2 separate regions of the Gossypium hirsutum genome follow, and region 1 is linked to region 2. A link is a contact called in public Hi-C data. All regions are on one chromosome and are shown on one strand. Each heading gives the region's core, a stretch centred on a gene start, on an enhancer-like site or on the middle of the called end of the contact. The rest is flanking DNA. Distances are from core to core; before and after follow the strand shown. Region 1 has its middle 46 kb from the start of LOC107956593. Region 2 has its middle 5.2 kb from the start of LOC121219376.

Region 1 (6,623 bases), core at 3,777-6,276, 110 kb after region 2:
CTTAAGTCACATGAGGGAAATTATCAGACGCGTGATCTTGAGTTAGCTACTGTGGATTTTGCGTTAAAGATTTGTAGGCATTATCTGTATGGTGAGAGGTGTATCATCTATATCGATCACAAGAGCCTCAAGTACCTCCTTACTTAGAAGGAGTTGAATCTTAGACAGCATCGATGGATTGAGTTGCTTAAAGATTATAACTGCACAATAAAATATCATTCTGGTAAGGCCAATGTGGTGGCCGATGCTCTCAGTCATAGAGCAATGACTGGTTTGAGAGCGATGTTCGCTCGCCTTAGCCTGTTTGACGATGGAGGTCTGTTAGCCGAGTTACAAGTTAAGCCAACTTGGATTGATCAGATTTGGGTTAAGTAGTTGGGGGATGTGTCTCTGGTTCAACGATTTTGTCAGGTTGAGAATGGCAGTACTTCTGATTTTGGGCTGAATAGAGATGTAGTTCTGTGTTTTTGAGGTCAAGTGTATGTACCAAATGATTCTGATCTGAGATAGTCGATTCTGAGGGAGGCGCATAGTAACCCTTATACTATGTATCTTGGTGGTAATAAAATGTATAGCTATCTCCGTGAACTATACTGGTTTTCGGGTTTGAAACGTGAGGTTATAAATTTTGTTGCTAGTTGTTTGACGTGCTAGCAGGTTAAGGCTGAGCACTAGTTGTCTTCGGGTTTGCTACAACCTGCTAAGATTCTCTTATGGAAATGAGAACGCGTAATGATAAATTTTGTTAGTGGGTTGTCTTTGACACCCACTAAGAAAGATTCTGTTTGGGTTATCGTGGATCGATTGACCAAGTCTGCTAAATTTATTCTAGTTTAGACGGACTACTCTCTGCAAAAGTTTTCAAAGCTCTATATCTCTAGGATTGTAAGACTGGATGGGGTTCTAGTTTCAATAATTTCTGATAGGGATCTTCGCTTCACTTCTCAATTCTGGAAGAAGCTGCAGGATGCTCTAGGTTCAAGATTGAACTTCAGTACTGCGTTTCATCCTCAGAGCGATGGTCAATCTGAGAGCGTAATTCAGATACTAGAGGATGTGCTTCGGAGTCGTGTGATATATTTTCGAGGTAGTTAGGAGGACTTTCTACTGTTAGCTGAGTTTGCCTACAACAACAGTTTCCAGTCTAGCATTCAGATGGCACCTTACGAGGCTTTGTATGATCGTAAGTGTCGTACTCCACTGTGTTGGACTGAGTTGGGTGAGCGATGAATTTTGGGTCTTAAGTTAGTTTCCGAGACTGAGGATAAAGTTAGATTGATTCAGGATCGTCTGAAGGCAGCTTCTGATAGACAGAAGTCATATGCATATTTGAAAAGGAGGGATATCGAGTTCTCTGTGGGAGTCTTCATTTTCTTAAGGTTTTTCTGTGGAAGAAAGTATTGAGGTTCGGTCGTAAGAGCAAGTTGAGCCCTAGGTTTCTTGGATCGTATCGAATTTTGAAGCTTGTTGGACCGGTCGCTTATTAGTCGGAGCTACCTCTAGAGTTGGACCGTATGCATGATGTGTTTTATGTCTCGATGTTGAGGCGGTACCAGTCTGATCCATCTCACGTTGTCTCTGTAGAGGAGATCAATGTTAGATCGAATTTGACTTTTAAGGAGGAGCCAATTCAGATTTTGGATCATGATATTAAGGTTCTGAAAAGGAAGTCCATTCTGTTGGTTAAGGTTCTGTAGCGGAATCATGGCACTGAGGAAGCCACGTGGGAACCTGAGGACCCGATGCATCAGTAGTATCCTTATCTTTTTGGATCAGGTAAATTTCGAGGTCGAAATTTCTTTTAGGAAGGTAGAGTTGTAACACCCCGCTTAATTTGTTTCTGTTTCTGTAAACATCTGAGAAGAATATATATCCACTTCAGTGATTAAGTGTTCTAGGTGTGTGTGTGTGTGTGTGTGTGTGTGTGTGAGGTCTTGGGTTCAAGCTTTATTTTTGGCAAATTTTGTTATTTTTTTATCCAAGCCTTACTCTTATTGAATGGGCTTATGCTAAATTGTTCGTTAACTCATATTAGAATGAGCTTGCGGATTTGAGTGGTAAGGTGTTAGGGTGTTGAAGGTCATGTGTTTGAATCCCTACATGAGCAAGGGTGTTAATTTTTGCTTTGTTGACTGATAAAGTTTCGATATAGCCGAAATTCTATGGGAGTTGAGAGTTAGTGGGTTAGTGAGATTTAGTGGATATTGGGAAGTTGAGATATTAGGATTTAAAATTTTATTTTTATTTTTATTTTTTTCCTAAAAGTTTCTAACTTTTTTTCTCTCTTCTCTTTATCCTCTTTTGACATTTTTCTCTCTCATCGGTAAACTTCTTTTCATTTTTCTTTGATTCTATCCGTGAAAGCCTCGGTCAATCTTTGCTACTGCGATTTTTGGGTTCTCTAATTGGTTGGTAAATGGACCTTCGCATCTCTTTATCAATTGGTTTATGGTTTTTAGCGATAATAATCTATAGCGATTGATTAGTGGAATTTTATGTTTAGGAAAAGACAGTGAAGTAGTGGGTTCTACTCCAACAGTCTAATCTGTGCATATGATCGGGTTTGATAGTGTAAGTGTGGCGCATTGCTCAGTTTAGTATTGATAGTTTTGCAATTAGGTTGCTAAAAGGTGTTGGGTATTTTGTTTTTAGGTGTTGGTGGTCTTGGGAGTGGTTTCGCATCAAAACAAAACCAGATGTATTCCCAAATCACGAAAAATTGAGTTTCAATAAAAGCCGAAAAAAATATTTTGTCGACGTTACACGGGCATGTGCCTGGCCGTGTGGTTGGCTGTGTACGAGACACGACCGTGTGTCTAACAAAAGTATAGGTATGGTCTTGTAGGCCACACGGGCTAGGCCAAGTTAGGCATGTAGGCCTACACGAGCATACCACAAGGGCATGTGAGTGTGCGGCCAGGCCATGTGGGCCACACGGGCAAGGCCAATCCGGGCGTATGGGCCACACAATCTTGTGAGCCAACACAGGTATGTGGGCCCGTGATTCTAAAATTTTCCCTAGGGTCACACAGGTCGTGCCGATCGATTATGGGCCTACCGTAGGGTCGATAAGGGCTATCCAAACCCTAAAATTAGATGATCTGATATTCTGATAGACTCCTCTGAGTAGGACACTATTATGCATGTCTGACTATTTTGTTAAACATATATATATGTTATCCGTATACGAGCATGTAAGCATGATATTTTTGTACCTATATTTTGTAATTATGTTTGGGGTGGGAATTGTATATGTGGAGGAAGTGATCTGTAAGGCGATGCTTCGCCTATATTTTGGAAGCCTGACTGTATATTATCTGATATGTGTCGTAATGACGCAACATGGTGTGTAGGGATGGGTGGGTGTTATTAACCCCACATGGTGTGATGGGATGGTTAGAGTTGGTGTGTAGAGGATGGGGGTAGGAATCTGTATAATTATTCTGCATATCTAATTCTGTTATCTGTATTTGTAAAGGACTTAAGTCTGAACCTGTATTTGACTGTATATATGATTTCTGCTTGTATTGCATGTCTATTCCTGTTGGGTTACACACTGAGTTTACGAAAACTCACATATGTTTGTCTGTTCTGTTCATGTAATCCACAGACTTAGGTGGATTGGAGTAACGAAGCCTCACGGTGACCACGAGTTCGTAAACTATTAAAGATCGCAGATTTTATTTTTGTTAAGGTTTATTTTTGGGATTTTTGGAATAATTGGACTTTCCGGACTGTTTGGATTTTAGGATTTATGTTTTAACATTTTATCTGCGACAGGTATTCAAAACGTGGTTTTTACTAAAACAAAAGTTTTTTAAAAATATGAATACGATTTCCAAAAATAACGTTTTCTATGACTTCCACTGTAAACTACGTTTTGGCAAATCAAATAATGAAATAACACTTCCGATAAATTGATATACATAATTATGGGTTTCAAAACTTGGATGGTTTACCGAACAACTTTATAAGTTTTACTGAAATAACACTGTTTTCAAAACTCTTTCATGTGACACTCTTGGATTCGGCCATAACGTCTAGGTCGTGTTTAGGGTGTTACATTTTCTTTTTCTTTGCTTTGAAGTAAAATAAAAATAAAAATGCTACCTTTTTTTTCTTTTGAAATTTGTTCCTTTATTGTATTTTTTTAATCTATTCGATTGCTTTCTCTGTTAAAAAAATTTACAACATGTTTGTTAGGCTTTTATAGCAAAATTGATTATATATTTTATTGTTTTTTTCTTGCTTTTTTGTTTCTGCTTTTGTGTTTTTTCCTCTTGCAGGTGGTGGTGGTGGTCAACGACGATGTGGAGTCACGCTTTTGCCATTTCAGTGAAACAATGGCAGGGGCAAACCTTGGGCGGCGTGCCTGCTGACGTGGAGAGGAGCGGCAACGACTGGTGAAGTCTTAGGGGAATTAGGGTTTTTTTTTTAGGTTTTGGGCTATTGGGCTTTATGGTTTTTTTTGTAATATGGACTATTTAATGGACTTTAATTTATTTTTTTATTTGTTCAAACTTAAACAACTATACATGTTATTAATGTTATATATGGGCTTACTCTAAACCCTTGAGTTATGAAGACTTGTACTTCCAATTCTAACATTGCGGAGATTGATTATATATAGTTGAAACTTTTTTTTATTTTGTAAAAATACTACTCAATTTATTATCCTTATTTATTCAAACAAATCTTACATTAATTATATAACATCAACGCAAAGGGCAATTCAGCATCGCCCTTCCAATAACTAGAGGAATGATATTAACACACAAGAATCAACGTTTAGGAAAGGTAGATTATATCACATGAAAGGCTACAAATATCATTGCAAAAATAATACACACCGGGGACAACTCAGGCATGGAACTTGAAAATTGATGGACTTTTTGGGCCTTACTAGCTGCCCTGGCGGCAGTAAATTCCATTACAGTTTGGATTACTGCCTGTGGCGGGAAGACTACTACCGTATGAAGGCTCCGGGCAATTTTTTTGTGACGGCTCATTAGCGTTTCCCGTGCTACCGGTTATTGTCGCACTACCGCTCTGGAGCATTCTAACAATGTTAGAATTCATCACCATGTCGAGTTCCCACTCCAACTCCAAGTCGAAAGCCTCGGTGGTCAAACATTCGTGGAGGTGGCCTTACACTCGTAACTGGTGTTGCTCTTCACTATAAAAGCAGCCGTCGGATGAGTTATGTTCAAGAGAAATGTAATCACAGAGAAAAGCAAGAAGAAAATATGTTTTTCTCTTTCAATGAACCCCATTTTTTCTCTCCCCTTTTCCCTACCTTTCTCAATTGGCTCAGTAGGTGAAGCAACAAGTTAATCACTTGCTTTAATTTATAGATAAAGAGGGATGCAAAATATTGGGAGTTGTCCCTCATGAATTGGCCAAATTAAATATTTTATTCATTAAATAGACAACTTTATCATGGGATTCCTTTAGTAGCATTCCATGTTATATCTTGAAATGACATAAAAACTTAAATAAGAGTTGAAATGTGTAGCAAATTAGCAAAAATTAGTAGTTTAAGTTCATGCATTTACTAACAATTGGACTAATTTTGTAGTTTTCATAAAATACATGGATCAAATTATGACAATGTATAAGAATTGATTTCTCGATTTTTATAAACTGGAGGGTTGAAACACATAGTTAGATCTATTAATATTGTTTATATTTATTAAAGTTTTATTTGGTTTGAAATATTTTTTGTTCTCAAATTTTTATTAAATCAATTCATATTATATCATTCTAAAATTTTTAAATATAAATATAATAACAAAAACAAAGTACACATTAACACTGGTCGTAAATAGACTTGTTCAAAAGCTGAGCTATCCACCCAAACTAAAAGATTTACTTGAAATTTAAGAGGATTTAAACAAAAATATTAAACCCAAAAAGTATATTTTGTCTAAAAAATTAAGCTTATTTAAAATATAAGTTGAGCTCAAACTTTAACATTTCAAACTCCATCCAAACCTCAAACCAACAATGCTTACTTTTAGTTTGTTTTTTCTTGAGAAAAATAAAATTTTATTAATAATTAAAAGTGTAAAACTAACCCAAAAATAAAAAGTAATTAGTACACCAACACCAAAAGAAAACCTAAATAAACAGTTGAACACTTTTACGAAAGTAAAAGAGGAAAAAAAACATAGTTGCACCTAAAATACACCTAAAAAAAATCAAATGTAATATAATGTAGATATGAAAAAAAAATCAAATCTATTGATGGCAGAAGGTTCAATATATGAATTTTACGTTCTATCACATTAAAACTGTTCAATCTTTCCGTAAAAAAACACACACACCATTCAATATAATAAATCTTAAACAATATTACAGCATCCACTTATACTTTAATTATTTAATATTAACGCAAACTAATACAACTCTAACAGGGCAATTAAACATCGCCCTTCCAATAACAGGAGGAATGATATTTACCACACACATGAATCAAAGCTTGGGGAAAGGGTAGATTATCATATCAAAGGGACAAAGATCATTGCAAAAATAGTATTCACTAGTGGTTTCTGCCACACCCACGGTCGTACTCTCCCCTACAGTTTGGTTTTCCACCTGCGAGGGGAGGACAACTAGCATAT
Region 2 (5,870 bases), core at 1,263-3,762:
AATATAAAAAAATTATTATAACTTGTTGTTAATATTTTAATATATGAAATATACATTTTAAAAATTTTTAAGCAATAAATATTAATTATTTATAAAATTTAATTAGAATATATAAACTATATTTTAAATATTTAAATATTAACCATTAAATATTTGTTATTAGTATTTTAAAAAATATTTTTTTATTTTTAATTAATGATTTTAACACATTTGTAATTAAGCACCAAGAAAAAAAAAGAAAGTACTATGTTATTGGAGAGGTGAAAAAATAATTAAGTAACAAAAGTGCTTTTGGGAGAGGAAAAGCTAAAATTTTTAGCTTCTCCTTTTCAAAAGTGCTTTTCTGAAAAACTAAAAATTTCAGCCAAAAACAGCTTGTTTTGCACAGCTTTTCTTCCAAAAGTGCTTTTGGAGTCAGAAATATTTTTTTTAAGCAATGAAGAACTGGTCCTAAATATATGAGTTAAGTTTGTTAATGCAAAACTTTATCCACCAACTATAGCACTCGTTGCAACTTAAGGGATAGTTGGTAGTAAGATAAAACTTGTCTCGGTATATTTTTAGCCAAATTTGTTTTGACCTTTATTTGATGAATTTTTAAAATTGTATAGCAGCCCACTTTTGATTATTGATCATGCTAGAATCAAGTGAAGTAAGAATCAGATCCAACACTTACAATACAATACATAAAAGATTAGTTTTTAAAGAGAGTCTAATTCCAAATAGATGTGATCTGTCATTACAAAAATAATTGAAGATAATTAAAGATTTTTTTTTCTTTTCTGATTGAGTCTTAACTCAATTAATATCGACATTGTTGCCAATGCAGGAGGACATGGATTCAAATGCGTTGAAATGTATTATCTTCCTATTTAAGAGTCAGGGAGAGATTATAAGTAATTCTAAGCATTGTATCAAAAAGAGCGAATATAATAAGAATCTATAATAAAAAATCTTAAAGGGAGAGTGATATTATTTAGAGTATAATAACTATTAATTCTCTAACTATCCAAGTTTGACAGCAATTGGCTGTTATTAATTCTGGGAACTACCAAACTAGAGGTGCTGATGCATTTTGGGTAGGATTTGGATTAAGGTTTTTTGGCTTTGAATCAACCTAAATTATGTAACTATAAAAAATATAAAAAAATAATTTTATATTAATATTAATATATTTTTATAATTATTTTTTTTTAAATTGCAAAATTTACCATTTGAACATCTAAAATCCAATCCAAATCTGAATATTTTTTAAAATCCAACATAGACCTGATACATAAACACATTTAAACCCAAGTAGAAGACAGTATAAAATGCATTCATTAGTTGTTTTTTCTTCATGTCTTGCTGTCAAAGCTAGAATACATTTATAAAAACATCCCAATTTATTATAATTTAATTTATAGAGACCTTCAATTCGGGCGGGAATATAATCTAATACTTTTACCAAATACTAATGTTACTAATAATAATAAATTAAGAAGGCAAATGATAATTTAAAATTATCATTGCTAAAAGTCTTCGCCTTATTGCATAAACCACCTACTACCGAGCATTAACGCCCATTATCAAAGTGGAAAATTTTTCAACGGGAATGATGAACAATTACTAAATCTGTAAAAATATAGCTAAATTACCCATTAATCATTTTAAAAAGTCACTCTAAATTTTATTTTTTAATTTGGTCACCAAAAAAGAAATTCAATAAATTGGTCAATCCGCTGTTAGATGGCAACTAAATGCCGGCTTTGCTTTTCCACGTTAGTCAATCTAAAATTAGGGTAAACTACTCATTAGTCACTCTAAATAAGAGTCATTCATATTTTTGTCATCTCAAAACAATACATGAAAATACACAATTAATCTTTCTGTTATTATTTTACGGTCGAGTATCAAATTTGATCAAAATTTTTTCAAGTAACCAAATTTACAAAAAAAAAAAAAAGGAGTAAGAAAAAAAATAGAAATATAACACTATTTAGAATGACTAACATGATGATTTACTCAAAGTTTTAATCCGTTTCATTCTTTCATATATTTATATATAAGAGAAAGTTAAAAGTATTTAACAATTGAAGTCGAAATTTGATATCAACCAAAACTTAATTTCAACGAAAATTCTTAACCATTACACTACAAATCTGGTATACAAATAAACAAAAATGAACTTCTGACGTGGAAAGCATTTGAGATAGTGGCAGCTAGGGACATAACTTACAAATTCCGACCACTAATTTTCCTTCTCCTTATAAATCATTTTCCTTTGTTAATTTCTAATCAAGTTTCATTTCGAATCAATTGGATCTCTATGTGACAAAATTGGCAGCAAAGATTTCAATGGGGAAAGGTTGGTCTCTCCAAATCCCATTGACTTCCTTCATGATCCTGCTCAACACAATCCCTTCAGAACCGAAAAGTGTTTTGGAGGTGAAACGGTACTTCCACAGCCTCAGAAACGTCACCGTCTTCGCCAATCATGCAGAGTTCAAGTTCTTGCATAGCTCCAACATCGAAAGGATGCTAGCCGGTGTTGCCGACCCCTTCGTCACTACCAATGCTCTCATTGCTAGGGAAGCTGCCTTGGCCAGTTGTGGTAGGGGAGAACCCTATCACAAATGCCTTCCTCCTCCAAATGACAATAATCCGCCGAAGGAACCCTACGGCCGTTATAAGCGAGGTAAGCCATGCCCATGATTTTGCTATTAGTCCTACGTAAGTTGTAAATTTAGTTTATGTACTATAATTTGGATAATTTTAGTCATTGTATTTTTTTTAATCGGTCAATTTTAGTTTGTATTTGTCGAAACCATTTTTTGGAAATCAACTTTTTATTTTAAAATGAAAATTGAGTAGCCACCAATCCTTTTTAATTAAGTGTGATTGGATCACCTCAAAATTTACTCATTCTAATAAAATGTTAGATATCCTAAATTTCCGGACTACAAAATCTAGGAAATGGATTCGGGAGTCGGTTACACAGGAGGAAGGATTAGCACCCTCATAACGCCCAAAATTGGTACCTAGTTGATTACTTGATGTCTTAGTGTCAAGAATTGAGAATTCAAAGAAAATTTAAAGTATGATCCCCTTCTTGCATGATTTTATTAAAATATTGCCAACTAAATTAAATTTTGTGAAAAAGGCTTTATTTCGAGTTAATCGGGAAGAAAAGATCATGCCCTGTAAATTAGGGCATGATGTCTCGAATCATCAAAAACAAGAATAATCGCCATTTGATTATTACCTAAATCCTATGTGTTTTCATTTTAAATAGGATATTCGATTATTTTGGTTCAAGGAGAAAATCATTCTCCGTAAGTTAGGAGCACGACCCCTCAGATTCCCCAAATAAAAAATATTGCATCGGTCTTAAGTTATTATTATTTTTATGCATTTGCGCAGAAAAACAAATGAATGTATGTAGCAATATTTACAACACAAGATGATCCCAAAATTATGAGATCTAACGAAATAATAACATAAATAATAAAAATGACAATAATATAATGAATACAACAATAAATAATAATTATTATTCAATTAATAAAACTATATAATAATAACAATAATAATGGTAAAGTAATATAAAAAATGGATGTTAATAATATATTAAATAACAATAATGATCACTTAATAGTATTAATTAACAATAATATTAATTAACAATCATTTTTGAGCAAATTTTAAGAAAAAAATAATATTAATTAAAAATAATAATCACTTAATAGTATTAATAGTATCAAAAATTAAAGATAAAGGGCCAAACTAAAATAATCAGGAAATTCGAGGGCAAAAAATTAAAAAAAAACAACAAGTACAGGGGCTCAATTAAATGAATAGGGGACTAAATTGAAACTATTATGAAACTTCAAGTATAAACAAATAAAACAGTAAATAATAATAATAATAAAATGCAGGGACCAAAAAGGTAAATAATCCCAAACTCAGTACACATCATTCCAAAAGGTCGATACACTACACCAAAACAGGTTTTTAGCAGCGTTTTCTAGGCCTTTAGCGGCGCTTTTTAGCGCCACTAAAAGTATTTGCGGCGCTTCCAAAAGCGCCGCAAAAAATGCCGCTGTTGATAGCGCCACCAACATTTTCAGCGTTTATAGAAATAAACGCCCCTAAAAGTCATGTTATTTAGCGGCGCTTTCCCACAAACGCCGCTAAAGGTCATAACTTTTAGCGGCGCATTTTTGAAAAATGCCACTATTGTTTGGCGGCTTTTAGCGGCGCTTTTTCTAAAAGCACCACTAAATTTGGGATTTTTGTAAAATAAAATTTTTTATTTTTTCAGCCCTCGTGTAGCAACAAGTCAAAAGCAACCAAATCTAAATCAGCCAAAAGCAACAAATTTATATAATATTTCAAATTAAACGAATAAAATTATATTAATATCAATAAATAAAACATCATTCATATTATTTTCACAAAAATTTTAAAAGTTAAAATGATAAAAATATTTATACAATACACTATGACGGCGGAAGTTGGGACTGGTGGAACATCTTCATCATATTCTGAAGCTGTTGCTGGAGTTCGTCGTACTTTTTACTTTGCTCTGCTTCCCTCACTACAGCCTCTGCTTCCTCGCTGCCGCCTCTACTTCCCTCGCTGCCGCCTCTGCTTTAAGTTGTAGCTGGAGTTTTTCATATTTCCTTTGAACGTCAACTGTGGTCGCTTGCATCTCAACTATCTGGTCTTTTAACCTCTGAACTTCAGCTTGAGCCTGACTCCCCGAAGGCATATATTGGTGCGAGCTGGATCCAAAATATTGGGTTGGGTTAACAAAAGATCCTTGAAATCGAACCCGACCATACCTTTCAGGACCGAAAACTTCAATAATAATCCAGTTATCAATGTCTTCAAGATGAATAGAACTATCACTGGAGGCAATCACTTCGTACTCCACCTTTTTATCCTTTAGTTTTTCCTAATAAATAAATCACATAGTTAGGAACGCAATATATATTAAAAAAACAAATGCAACATAAGTTACAAGCAATGAATTAAACCATTAGAAAATAAACACTATAAATAACTAAAACAAGTAAAATCGTATTATGTAAACGTACCATAATTTCTGCAGCTTCAGGAGTCATAGGAGATCCATCTTTCTTCCTATGTGTAATCTCAAAAAGTTGAAGGCGTCCAACTTTTTGACCAGATGACAGTTCCTACAATATATTAGTAAAAATATTATTTAATGGAAAGTAATACATATTTAACAGTATTAAAAAATTAAAAATACCTCGGCCTCAGCTACACAAGCAAAACTTTTCGACCTAGCTGCGTGAGTGAATTTCTGTTTCTCCCTGCTGCTTTTTCCAACTTGTTCACGATCCTATGTTATGAAATTATTAGTACGTAAATATATAATACTATAAACTAAAATAATTACAAGAGTTTGGAAGTATATCATACCTCGCCTTTCTTCGAATGCCAAAATCTAACCGCATCTTCCCATTGGTACCTTAGCATACCTGGCGGGACATTTTGCAATTTCTCAGCGAGGGTTGTTTTTGTCTTATAGTAATCTTTCTTTAAAGTGCTTTTATGGTCTCTCCATCTTTTTCCCAATGCCTTCTTTACATAAGTATCCGAGACCTCTAAAGCAAACCTCGCCTACAAAAAACACAAGTTAAGAAAGTAAATCTAAATGAAACTAATTCCCAAGTATTACAGATGACATTAACGTTTTGTTACCTTAATATTATCGAGGGCTTGGTTTTTGTTACTATCGGGCATTTGATGCCATGACTCGTAGTTGATAGGCAACATATTCGCATTTCGTGCTAAAATGCCCAAGTATCCTACTAAAAGTCGAGCTTCTGTTCCAACAGGCTGGCCAAAACAGTTTCTGC

The links. A called contact is a pair of places that touch in the nucleus more often than the background predicts.
Region 1: a contact with region 2 is called in a Hi-C map of leaf, with 2.7 times the contacts expected there. The contact joins two enhancer-like sites. A contact is called at or near these places in 10 of 34 Hi-C or Micro-C datasets (hypocotyl, leaf, petal and 1 more).

Annotation. Positions count from the first base shown.
Region 1 is chrD07:10,726,310-10,732,932 of Gossypium_hirsutum_v2.1, forward strand. No RefSeq gene overlaps it. Among protein-coding and RNA genes, the nearest start is that of LOC107956593, 46 kb to the left of the region's middle. Within about 2 kb of position 5,027, at least 2 of the 9 cell types and tissues checked have an H3K27ac peak or open chromatin away from gene starts, as enhancers often do.
Region 2 is chrD07:10,616,224-10,622,093 of Gossypium_hirsutum_v2.1, forward strand. No RefSeq gene overlaps it. Among protein-coding and RNA genes, the nearest start is that of LOC121219376, 5.2 kb to the left of the region's middle. Within about 2 kb of position 2,513, at least 2 of the 9 cell types and tissues checked have an H3K27ac peak or open chromatin away from gene starts, as enhancers often do.